Linked DNA regions of Mus musculus: all the other regions are linked to region 1. The links are chromatin contacts, called in public HiChIP or PLAC-seq and promoter capture Hi-C maps. All regions are on one chromosome and are shown on one strand. Each heading gives the region's core, a stretch centred on a gene start, on an enhancer-like site or on the middle of the called end of the contact. The rest is flanking DNA. Distances are from core to core; before and after follow the strand shown. Region 1 holds the start of Fam98c (family with sequence similarity 98, member C). Region 2 overlaps Pak4 (p21 (RAC1) activated kinase 4). Region 3 holds the start of Zfp30 (zinc finger protein 30).

What was found. Promoter capture Hi-C pulls out the DNA fragments that hold promoters and counts their contacts. HiChIP or PLAC-seq counts read pairs in DNA pulled down with a chosen protein or histone mark.
Region 2: an HNF4G HiChIP or PLAC-seq map of pancreatic cancer cells shows a contact between it and region 1. The contact joins the enhancer-like site here to the promoter of Fam98c in region 1. A contact is called at or near these places in 1 of 39 promoter capture datasets (erythroid cells), 1 of 484 Hi-C or Micro-C datasets (embryonic stem cells), 2 of 115 datasets of contacts at active chromatin or transcription factors (bone marrow-derived macrophages and pancreatic cancer cells) and 1 of 9 other capture datasets (adipose tissue).
Region 3: a promoter capture Hi-C map of liver shows a contact between it and region 1, with 2.0 times the contacts expected there. The contact joins the promoter of Zfp30 here to the promoter of Fam98c in region 1. A contact is called at or near these places in 2 of 39 promoter capture datasets (erythroid cells and liver).

What each region holds. Positions count from the first base shown.
Region 1 is chr7:29,154,474-29,158,150 of GRCm38.p6, reverse strand. It overlaps Fam98c (family with sequence similarity 98, member C), which reads left to right and starts at 1,941. Exons shown (of 8, transcript NM_001146023.1): 1 at 1,941-2,021; 2 at 2,121-2,266; 3 at 2,342-2,476; 4 at 2,794-2,999; 5 at 3,458-3,535; 6 at 3,616-3,677. The coding sequence starts at 1,981. It also overlaps a transcript of Spred3 not described here.
Region 2 is chr7:28,582,703-28,586,104 of GRCm38.p6, reverse strand. The region is part of intron 1 of Pak4 (p21 (RAC1) activated kinase 4); the gene reads left to right. Among named protein-coding and RNA genes, the nearest start is that of Pak4, 14 kb to the left of the region's middle. Within about 2 kb of position 1,729, at least 74 of the 459 cell types and tissues checked have an H3K27ac peak or open chromatin away from gene starts, as enhancers often do. A contact at or near this core is called in adipose tissue, bone marrow-derived macrophages and pancreatic cancer cells, where this site is marked.
Region 3 is chr7:29,782,461-29,785,945 of GRCm38.p6, reverse strand. Zfp30 (zinc finger protein 30) reads right to left here and starts at 1,978. Exons shown (of 5, transcript NM_001360208.1): 1 at 1,045-1,978.

The DNA.
Region 1 (3,677 bases), core at 692-3,191:
GGAACCGAAACCCAGATGCTCCGTAAGTACTCTCTTGCTTAGCTCTCTCTCCAACCAGAGCTCCTAGGTTTACACATGGAGTTTGACAGAAGGCTGAAAATGTTGCTCAGTGGTGGAACACATGCTTAGCATGGGCAAGAGCTTGAGGTAAGGCCCAACACCAAAGAAGGAGTAAAGGTTATTAGCCCAAGGATTTTGTTTTGTTTTTAATATTTTAAAATTATATGTGGCTCCATGCATGTGACCTGGAGTTTCTGGTGCTTGTGGGCCACATACATGGAACTTGTGGTGATCTTCCTATGAGGACACATGTCTAAGTCACCAGATCTGGTTTTGAAACATTATTTTGTATTTATGTACATGTGTGTTTGCAGGGATGCCCAAAGAGGCCAAAGAGCATGGTGGATCCTCGGGTGCTTACGAACCCCCAGAGGTCAGTGCTGGGAGCCAGCTTTTGAGAGAGCAGCAAGTCCAGTTCCCCGACTTCTTGGATTTTTGTTTTTGGACAGGGTTTCTCTGTGTAGCCCTGGCTGTCCTGGAACTCACTCTGTACATCAGGCTGGCCTCGAACTCAGAAATCCGCCTGCCTCTGCCTCCTGAGTGCTGGGATCAAATTCGTGCGCCACTACGCCCGGCTTTACTTGTTATTAACTAAGGATGCACCTTAACATATGGACCATAATCCTCACACTTTTAAGAATGAGTGCTTGAGGGGGCTGTCGAGATGGCTCAGTGGGTAAGAGCACCAACTGCTCTTCTGAAGGTCCTCAGTTCAAATCCCAGCAACCACATGGTGGCTCACAACCATCCGTAATGAGATCTGATGCCCTCTTCTGGTACGTCTGAAGACAGCTACAGTGTACTTACATATAACAATAAATAAATCTTAAAAAAAAAAAAAAATGAGTGCTTGAAACATTGGGTGTGACACAAACCTATAGTCCCAGATCTTGGGGGGCTAAGATAGGAGGGTCTTAGTGAGGCCAGATTCCATTTAATATATTAATGGCTGGAGAGATGGCTCAGTGGTTAGGAGCACTTGTTCTAGCAGAAGACTTGGGTTTGGTTCCCAGCACCCACACAAGACTTCACGACCACCTGGAAGTCCTGGAAGTCCAGTTGCAGGAGATTGTAAGCCTTCTGACTTCTGTGGGCACAAGGTACGCGCACACACATGCACACGCACACACACACACACACACACACACACACACATACACACACACGACATTCAGGCACATAAAACATATACTTTATTGCCCTTGGATCCCAATCGCATAGATGGAAAAAACCAGTTTGGCAGAAACATTAGCTGGCAAATGGAGTCAACCCCAGTCCCATCGGCTTGCCTCCCCCTTAGGATGGAGTTTCTCAATGGCATCTGCTTTTTCTTTCGAAGGCCTACAGAGGCAGAGAGTCTGGCTAACACTGGACCCACTGTGAGGTGGAAGGAGGGTCTGGCTGAGGTGGGAGAGTGGATGTGAAGACGTGCTGAAAATCTAATCCTAAAGTGGAAGAAAAACAAGTCGGATGGGACTTTCGGTCTGGGGTGCACTAAGAACAAAGGGCAGCTGGGCGTGTCACACGCCTGTCAACCAGCAAACAGAAGGAGGAAGCAGGACTAAGAAGCCAGCCTGAGCTACATAAATGTATAAATCGAGACCCTGCCTCCAAAAGTATAAAAGTTAAATAAGTTGCTTTTTGCTTTTTTTTTTTTTTTTTTTTCTTGAGAGTCGGACAGTAGGGACACCCGAGCCTCCTGCGACCTCGTAGATCCAAACCTCAAGCTATAAAATTTACACTGGACAAGTTACCTGAAGGGTGCGCGTGGCGCGCGACCAAGCCAATAGGAGCGTGGAAGCGCCTTCGCACGAGAATATGGTTGGATAGCAGCGGGAGAGAGGAGGCGGAGGGAAGAGGGGGCGGAGCCTTTCCCTGGCGGAAGGGGGCGCGCGCACCGGGTCCGCAGACGGAGTTGCCATGGATGGGGCCATGGTAGCGGGTGACCTTCTGACACTGGGGTAAAAGATTCGGTGGTGTGGCCTGGGGGTACGGGAAGGGCGCACTCGCCTGGGGACGCGGACGCAGAGGGACTCGCACTGACGCGTGCCCCGCCGCAGGTACGATGCCCTCCCGGAGGGGGCGTCTCGGGGTCCCGCGTGTGCAGACTTCAGGGCGCTGTGCGCGCGGCTGGCGGCCGAGCTGACGGCTCTGGGAGCTCTGGAGCGGCGAGAGGAGGGCACCGCAGTGCTGGGCGCCGGCCACGGTGCGTGAGAAGCTGGGTGGACGGCGGGTAGAGCCGCGGAACCCGCTGCTTCCTGATGGCTTCTTCCTCCCGCAGGCCCGGACACAGAGGAAGAGTTCCTGCGGCAGTTGGCCGGCTGGCTGCGGGCGTTGCACTGCCCGGATCGCGCGCTCTGCGGCGGAGACTGCGCCACCGTGCTGCGGGAGCCCGGCGGCGGCCTGCGTCTGCTGCGTGAGCGAGCTTGGAAGGCCCAGGGTGGTGGCGGTGGGCGGGGCCTCTGAATGGGGCGGGCTCTGACGCTCAGACTGGACTCCCGTGGGTGTGGCCAAAGCTTTGCGGCGAGCTTGAAGGCCGCAGGTAGATAGGCTAGGGTTAATTAAGGCTTGGCTTGAATTCTGACAGAGGCCTCTGAAAACTTTAATGCGTTGAGTTAAACGCCAGTTGGGTGGTTCTGAAGTGGACCCACATCCCCCATTGTCGGTGGGTGAGGCTTACTCTGGGGGAAGGGCCAAGGTTCTGGTTGGGTAGGGATCTACTCCTCTTTTTAGGGTTTCTTTGCTCTGAGCTCCAGGCTGCCCGCCTCTTGCATCTAAGGCTCCAGCGGGATTCTAGCCCTGTGCCATCCTTTGGAGAAGGGACAAAGAAGGCGAATGGCGTTGTTCAGGAACTGACGCTAACTCTTCAAGCCCTGGGGCTCCCCAGACCCCTGCGTGGAACCCTGGCTAGCCAGCTACTTCGGGAGTTTCATGACAAGGTAGAGAGAGTCTCCTCCTGAGGTACCTTACTTGTGGAAAGGAGCCTGTTTTCAAAACCAGCTCTAAAAAGGATGACCCATCGACAGTGGCCATTCGTTCTAATTTGCTTTTTGCTGTGATAAAACACTGACCAAAGCCAGCTTAGGGGAGGAAACCGTTTGTTTCCCTTCACAAGTTACAGCCCACCGTTGAAGGAAACTGAGGCAGGAACCCAAGCCTCAAGCCAGCCATGGAGGACAACCGTTTACTAGCACATGCCTCCCGGCTTGTTCAGCTACCTCTTATACAGCCCAGGCCCAGAGTGGGCTGGGCACGCCTATATCCAATAGCAATTGTCAAGTTGGCAAAAGTCGTTAACACTTCTGAGACCCAGGTTCACAGGGTTGAGGGAAACTAGAGCCCCTGAGAAGGTCCATCCTGTTTGTGTCTCACTGGCTTCTAATGATTCTCCCACCAGATCTCTGAGCTGCTGCCGTCCCTGCCCCCGGAGTCCATGAAGCCCCTCCTTAACTCGCAGCTGGATGCATCCCGATGGGTGAGAACATGTGCAGATGGCTGTGAACAGTATCTACCCAGAGACGGGACCCTGGGCATGACCAAGACCTTTCCTTCCAGGAAGCCCTGGAGTCTCTGTCCCAAAGCCTGACAGAGCAGTACTGCTGCCGCCGCTGCCTCCT
Region 2 (3,402 bases), core at 480-2,979, 570 kb after region 1:
ACTGTCTTATAAACAGACAAACATTGTTGAGCAACAGAACAAAAGAGTGGTGAGGTGCACTGAGTGCCTCCTGCTCCTCCTCTGAACAATGGAGCCTTCATGCCCCCTCCTCCATACCTTGTGCAATAATAGCATGGGGCTCACACATCTTATGGCTGGCCTCACTGCTGTCCCATGTCTCTAGCATGGGCACAGAAGAGCCACCAGGGGCTGCCACTGCCCTCAGGACAGTTTATTTGATCTAAAATAATTTCTTCTACCCTGTGGAACTAGCTACAGCAGGTCTGGACAGGGATACTCGGACCAGGATGTTCTATGTCACAGGAGTCGAACCTGGGAGTGCCTAAGTGTATGGCGAGGTGTTTGTGGCCTGGGCTCTGAGGGTTCTAGGGATCTGTCTCTGAGCTTTTGTCCCCCAATGCAGCAGGATGTAAGGGGCCTGCTGTGTTTAAGGAAAAGGCAGGGTGTAGGCAGGAATGGGCTAGAGGCAGAGGGACTGAGCCAACACAACACATATGCAGAAGGTTGAGGGCTCAGCTTAGTCTACAATGCAAAGTCTAACCCTATACAAAGTGTGGAAACTTCTGGGTTCTCTTCAGTGCCTAGGTATCAAGCAAATATCCCATGTTCCACCCAGAACAGGGGAGAAGTGCTGGCAGCTGCCAGAAAAGTTCCTTTCCAGAAGTAAGTTCTTAGGAGAGCTAGCTCACGCTTGCAGCCTCCCTCCTTCCCTTTTACTGCCCAAAGGAGAACAGAGAACCAGGCACCTGCTGTGCTGGGTCCTCCACCCAGGGACCACCCCTTGTGGTCGCTGCAGCACTCCACATCTTTCCCTAGGTGGGAATGGCATGAGATTGGCATCTCCTGGCCACAGCTTGCTCTCTGGTCTTTTGCTCTTGAGAGCTCTCCAGCCAGTGAAGGAAATGCCAGCAGAAGTGTTCTCCAGCCTGGCCCGGCTCAGGGCTCGTCCTGCCCAGGCCCCTCCACCTGCCTCCCACCCAGCCCGGCACTGAGAACTTGGGAGATCCTGGCTCTTCCAAGGATGGGGATCAGTTTCAGTCCTGTGCTCTGTAAAGGGGCTGTGATATTCTCCTGGAGGGACCGTGCGCCAGCAGGAAGTCTCTTTTCTGACCCTGTGCCACCCTGGTTCCCCTCAGGGAAGCCACTGTAGTGATTGCTCCCAAGGGTCCAGGTTGGAAGCTCTGCTACTGGATTAGTAGTTTGGAGTGCAAACCCTACTCCCACCTCCGTGAGCCTCACTTTCCCATTTTAGAATCTGTGTACAGGCTAGTTCATCACAGTGAGGCACCCGGGAGCTGGCACCTTAGTGTCCTCAGTGGCAGCTGTGGGAGTTACATCTCTGCTTGGTATCCTAAACACCTGACAGAGGCAGCCGAGGGAAGGAGAGGTCTGTCTGGGCTCGGGCTTGATTGAGCAGTTTATCATGGCAGGGAAGGCACCAGGCAGAAAGTAAGGCAGCTGATATGATGTCTGCCTTCAGGAAGCAGAGAGTGGTGAGTGCTGGCACTCTTTCTCAGAGGGTATGTGTGTGTGTGTGTGGGGGGGGGGTGTTAGATTCTCTGGAGTCATGGGTATTTGTGGGCCATGAGAGCTGGGAACAGAACTCATGTCCTCTGGAAGAGCAGTAAGCTCTCTTAACCAGTGAGCCATGTCTCCAGCCTGTCCCCTTCTTTTCACACTGCAGCCCATGGACTGGTGCTGCACATTTAGGAAGACTCTTCCCCACTCAGCTAACCAGTGTGTAAGCACCCTCTTAGACACACCCAGAGGTAGCTTTCTGTAGTGGTTTTATCCAGAGCTTGGCAGCCACAACAATATTGTCCTTACTGCCTTTCACTCACTTGTCCCTTCATGCTGGGTGAGGCTGAGGGCCAGCACTAGTGAGAACTCCTGCTCTAGGGGGCCAGCAGAGTGAGGGCTGCCATGGTGACGCCCATCTGTGAAACCAGAAGTGGCTGCCTGGAGGGGGAAATCTGTAGGCTGAGGCCTGGAATAGGAACTGGTTTGTGGAAGAAGAAGCGGAGAGAAGGCGAGAAGAGCGTGTTCTACCCTAAAAGATGTAAGTGTGGTCATGGGTGCGGTCCTTGCACTCCACTTCTGCAAGTCATGAGTTTGAAGCCAGCCTGGATCACCTAATGAAGCTTTGTCTCAAAACAAAACAAAGGCCAAAAGATGGGAGCAGGTCTGTCACTTAAAGAAGTTGCTAATGTTCTTAAGTAAAGTTATATCTTGAGGTACCTGTGTTCACACTGCAATTGTAAGGCGTTATGAGCCAGATCTATCACAGTCTTCCTCCATCTTCCCTCAGTCGGAACAGCTTGCAGAGTCACCCAGGGCCCCCATCAGGATGTGGACTTTGATCTGATCAAGGCTGAACATTCCATCACTAGCGTCCCTCCCCTCTGAGGCCTGTTCCAGCCACACCCCTTCCCACCCTTAACCTTTCTCCAGCTTTATAATTCTCTCATTTTAGGAATCCTTCCACAGAGAACCTTCTGGAATTGTCTTCAGCCATGCAGCCTAGTTCTTGGGAGATGCTTGCAGATGGTTGTGCATGTTGGGACCCCCCGCCCCCCCCCCCCACTGTTGCTGGGTGGCACTCATGGATCCCCCAGGGTGTCGCACCATCCACCCATGGAGGACATCTGCTTCTTTCTAGTTTTTTGGCTATTACAAGGAAAGCCTCCGTAAACGTTCCCAGAGTGGTTTGTGTATGGAGTATAAATTTTCGTTTTTCTGGGACAAATACCCCAACGTGTAATTGCTTGGTAGTGTGACAGTTATAGGTTTTAAGGAGGATACCAGGCTGCTTTTCAGAGTGGCTGCGCCATTTCCCGCTGCCATCAGCAGCGCAGCACAAGCAGGGCCCTGCTTCTCGGCAGGCTCGCCAGCGCTTGCACTGTCACTATTTTTTATTTTAACTCTTGTGGTAAATGTGTAGCGCTGTCTCGCAGTCGCGTTAATGCGTGTCTCTCTGGCTAATGGCTAATGCTGTTGAACATTCGGTGTGCTTATCTGCCATCTGTGGATCTGCTTCGGTGACAAGTCTTCTGGCTTCTGCTCACTTTATTGAACTGTTTGCTTTTTTACTGTTCAATTCTGTGAGTGCTTTATCTTAGGCACCAGGCCTTTGTCAGATATGTGGCTTTAAATGTTTCTCTGTCTGTTGCTTGCCTTTCTTTTCCTCCTTCAGTACTAGGGATTGAACCTAGGGCCTCTTAGGTGTGCTAGGCAAGCACTCTATCACAGAGCCACATCTCTGGCTGTGGCTTGTCTCTTTACCCTTTCATATGAACTTTTGCAGAAAAAAAGTCTTCTTTAAACAAAACAAAACTTTATTTTTAAGTATTTAGATATTTGTATGTGTCCTGGTATTTTGCC
Region 3 (3,485 bases), core at 729-3,228, 630 kb before region 1:
GGTGGGTGGTCAGGTGGCTCAGTGGTTAGGAGCACTGGCTGCCGTTCCAGGGAACCTGAGTTCAGCAGTCAACTCCCACGTGGTCCTTACATTTGTTACTCCAGGTCCAGGTGACCGGACGCAGTATCCTGGCGTCCTCGGACACATGTAAGAGGTGCACATACATAAAAATAAATGTTACGAGAAAGAATGTGCTCTCCTGGTCTTTGTTGGCTTGTTTTTGCAGTCCTCTGAAGCCTGCAGTCCAGCCGGAGCTTGCTAAGTGCTCTAGCCCTAGCCCTAGCCCTGCCATTTCTCACCGGCACCCCCAAGAGATGCATCGGCCGCCGCCGCCGCTGCTCCAGTGCCACACAAGAATGACCAGTGTAGCCTGGAGAGGCCCTGAGTTCAATTTCTAGCAGTCGCACCGTGACTCACAGCCATCTATGCTGGGATCTGATGTTGCAGATCGAACACTCATATACATAAAATAAATAAATCTTAAATAAAAACAAAACAAAAAACCCGAAAAGTGTAGGGGCTTGAGGAAATGCCTCAGTGGTCCCTCCAGCCACCACCTCAATCATTTAAATACATGCTCGTCCTTGACCAATCACACATCAGACTTTAGCAGACATATTTCCGTATTAGAGAATCCTAAGAAAAACAGGACATCTAAATGTATAGCACGTGGGTGCTACATAACCATAGAACCGCAGGCGCTGCGCACTCAAAGAGGAATCCTGATTAAGTCTCTGCCCACTGAAAATGCAGGGAAATTCTCAGACCCAAAGCAATGAATAGTTCGCTTTTTTTTTTTTTTAAAGACAGGGTCTCAATGTAACCCAGGCTGGCCTTGAACACTTGGTCCTAGTGGAGTGGCAGTGACACCACTCACAGTTGAATAAAACATTTTCACAAACGTCTTTCAAAGGGAAGGAAATTAAAAAAATCCATACTCAAAACAACAACAACAACAACAGCAAAAACAAACAAACAAAAAACCAAAAACGAAAAACAAAAACTCAAGCATTTCACAGGAACACAGAAGTTCTAGAAACTCACACATAATCTCTGTTTTAAACAGAAGTAGTAGCTGCTGGCTTCTAGGGTCTCTTCTGAAGACTGGCAGACACTCCAGGCCTTGTTTCTTTTCTTTTCTCTTCTTTCCTTCTTCTTCTCTTTTCTTTTTCTCTCTTGCAACCCAACGTTAGGCAGTAGAGAATGACCTTGAGCGCCTACTCCCCCTGCCTCCACCTCCCAAATCCCGAGAAGTCAGGTGTATGCCACCACGTCCTCTGGCCTCACCCCTACGCTTTTCTGAAATTGATCAGAATCCCCTTCCAAGCTTCAGGGCTCCAGGCTGACCCCATCCGTATGATCCCAGCAAGCGAGATAGACTACAGCAGCCCACAGTCACCCGTGCCCGAGTTTGCTGCTTCGGCCACTCTGCTTCACCAGTTACCAGTCCGGGGCTGCCCAGCCTTAGGTCCGAGGTGTCCCCCGGTTCTCTGCTCCCCAGGCCCGCCGGGAATCTAAGGTTCTGCACAGGGTATCTCCACCGTGCAAGTCGCGGCCCCCGCCTTCCCTCTCGGTCCTTGTCCACAGCCAGGCCGGGGTTTAGGTGCAGCGCGTCAGCACGGCAGCTGTACCCACGAACGGGCCACCTGAGTCCCAGGGGTCCTCAGAGCGGGTCCCCGGAGAAGAGCGTAGGCCGCACGAGACCGGGGACCACCCAGCTGACGGGTATCCCGGGAGGGTGGGTTGCCAGCGCGGTCAGCGCTGCAGCGGCGGCACCAAAGTGCTACGGACGGGACCGTGGTACTGAAGGCTCTGGGACATCAGATCTCAAGCCTGAGAGTCCGACTGCCACTAGCTTCTTTGACTAGGTTCTGGGCTTCCAGCCCCGCGGAGGCTGCGAGCCAGGCCCCTAGCTCTTGGTCAGGGGAAGGGGGTTGGAGGTGGGGCTGTGTGTGTCTCTTTCTCGCTGCTTCAATGCGCATGCGCACAAGGGAGCCGCAGGGAGGCGGGGAGCCTTCGGTAGCATCTTGTGCAGGCCTGGACAGAGGGAGTTTGGTTCCAGGATCCAGGATTGGGCAGAAATGGCCAAGTCTTTAGGCCTACAGCAGTAGCTCTGGCGTTGAACAAACTAACCCCCAGATGCTTTGAGGTCCAGCGTGGAGCGTTGGCTGAACCACTTATACTAGTTTGGGCATCTATTGTTTGTTTTTAAAGCTGTGGTCTCTCTAAATGACCCTGGTTTTCTCTGTGGACACCAGGCTGACTTTGAAATTGAAGTGATTCTCCAGTAAGCTTCCTGAATGTGGACATTAACGGCACACACCACCACACCCCCGCCCTCTACCTGAGTTTTTTCTTTTTCTTTTCTTTTTTTTTTTAACCAGTTTTTCTTTCTTCTTAAATCTCTATTTGAGACAAACTCTCTCTATGCAGCCCTTGCTAGCCTGGAATCTGTGTAGACCAGGCTAGCCTGGAACTCTGAGATCCACCTGCCTTTGTTTCCGTGGTGCTGGAATTAAAGGTGTGCACCACCACTTCGGACGTGGTTTTCTTTTAACAAAGCAGGCTTGAGTTTTTGTTGTGGCTGTTGTTTTGTGGGTTTTTTGTTTGTTTGTTTGTTTTGTTTTGTTGTTGGTTTTTTTTTTTTGTTTTTTCGAGACAGGGTTTCTCTGTATAGTCCTGGCTGTCCTGGAACTCTGTAGACCAGGCTGACCTCAAACTCAGAAATCCACCTGCCTCTGCCTCCCAAGTGCTGGGATTAAAGGCATGCGCTACCACCACCCGGCTTTTTATTTTATTTTATTATTTTAGGCTTGGGGTTTTAGGCTTTAGCATGAGGAGAGGGGCTCCGAATGACGGCACCTGAAATCGCAGTATGGGCTTCTCTGAAAGAATAATCGATTGGGTTTTCATGTTATTCTTATGTTCTTGTGGTGGTTTGAATAGGTATGGCCCCATAGATTCATGCATTTGTATGCTTGCCCATGCCAAGTAGTGATTTTATGTGTGGCCTTATTGGAGGAAGTGTATCATCACCGTAGAGGCGGGGCTTTGAGGTCACATATGCCCAAGGTACACCACATCTGCCTGCAAGCCTCCACCTTTCCCGCAGGACGATGGTGGACTGAACCTCTGCAAGCCAGCCCCTATTAAATGTTTTCCTTTATAAAAGTTGCCCTGGTCATGGTGTCCCTTCACGGCAATAAAACCCTAAGAGAGTTATGTTAGAAAGAGCTTTCCTTTAGCCCGTTTAATTTAGTCTCAACAGCACATATGCATAGATTCTTAATGAGTTATAGTTAATTTAATTCTTTTTGATGCCTATTTTTTTCCCAAGATTTGGTTTGTGGGGGCCCCTTTAGCCTGACATTGGTGGGCTGTTTATTTGAACGACAGCCCAGGCTGGCCTGGGACTTGTGATTCTGCTGAATCAGCTTCTCCATTCAGCTGGAATTACAGGTATTAGGCACCACCCTGGGTTATTG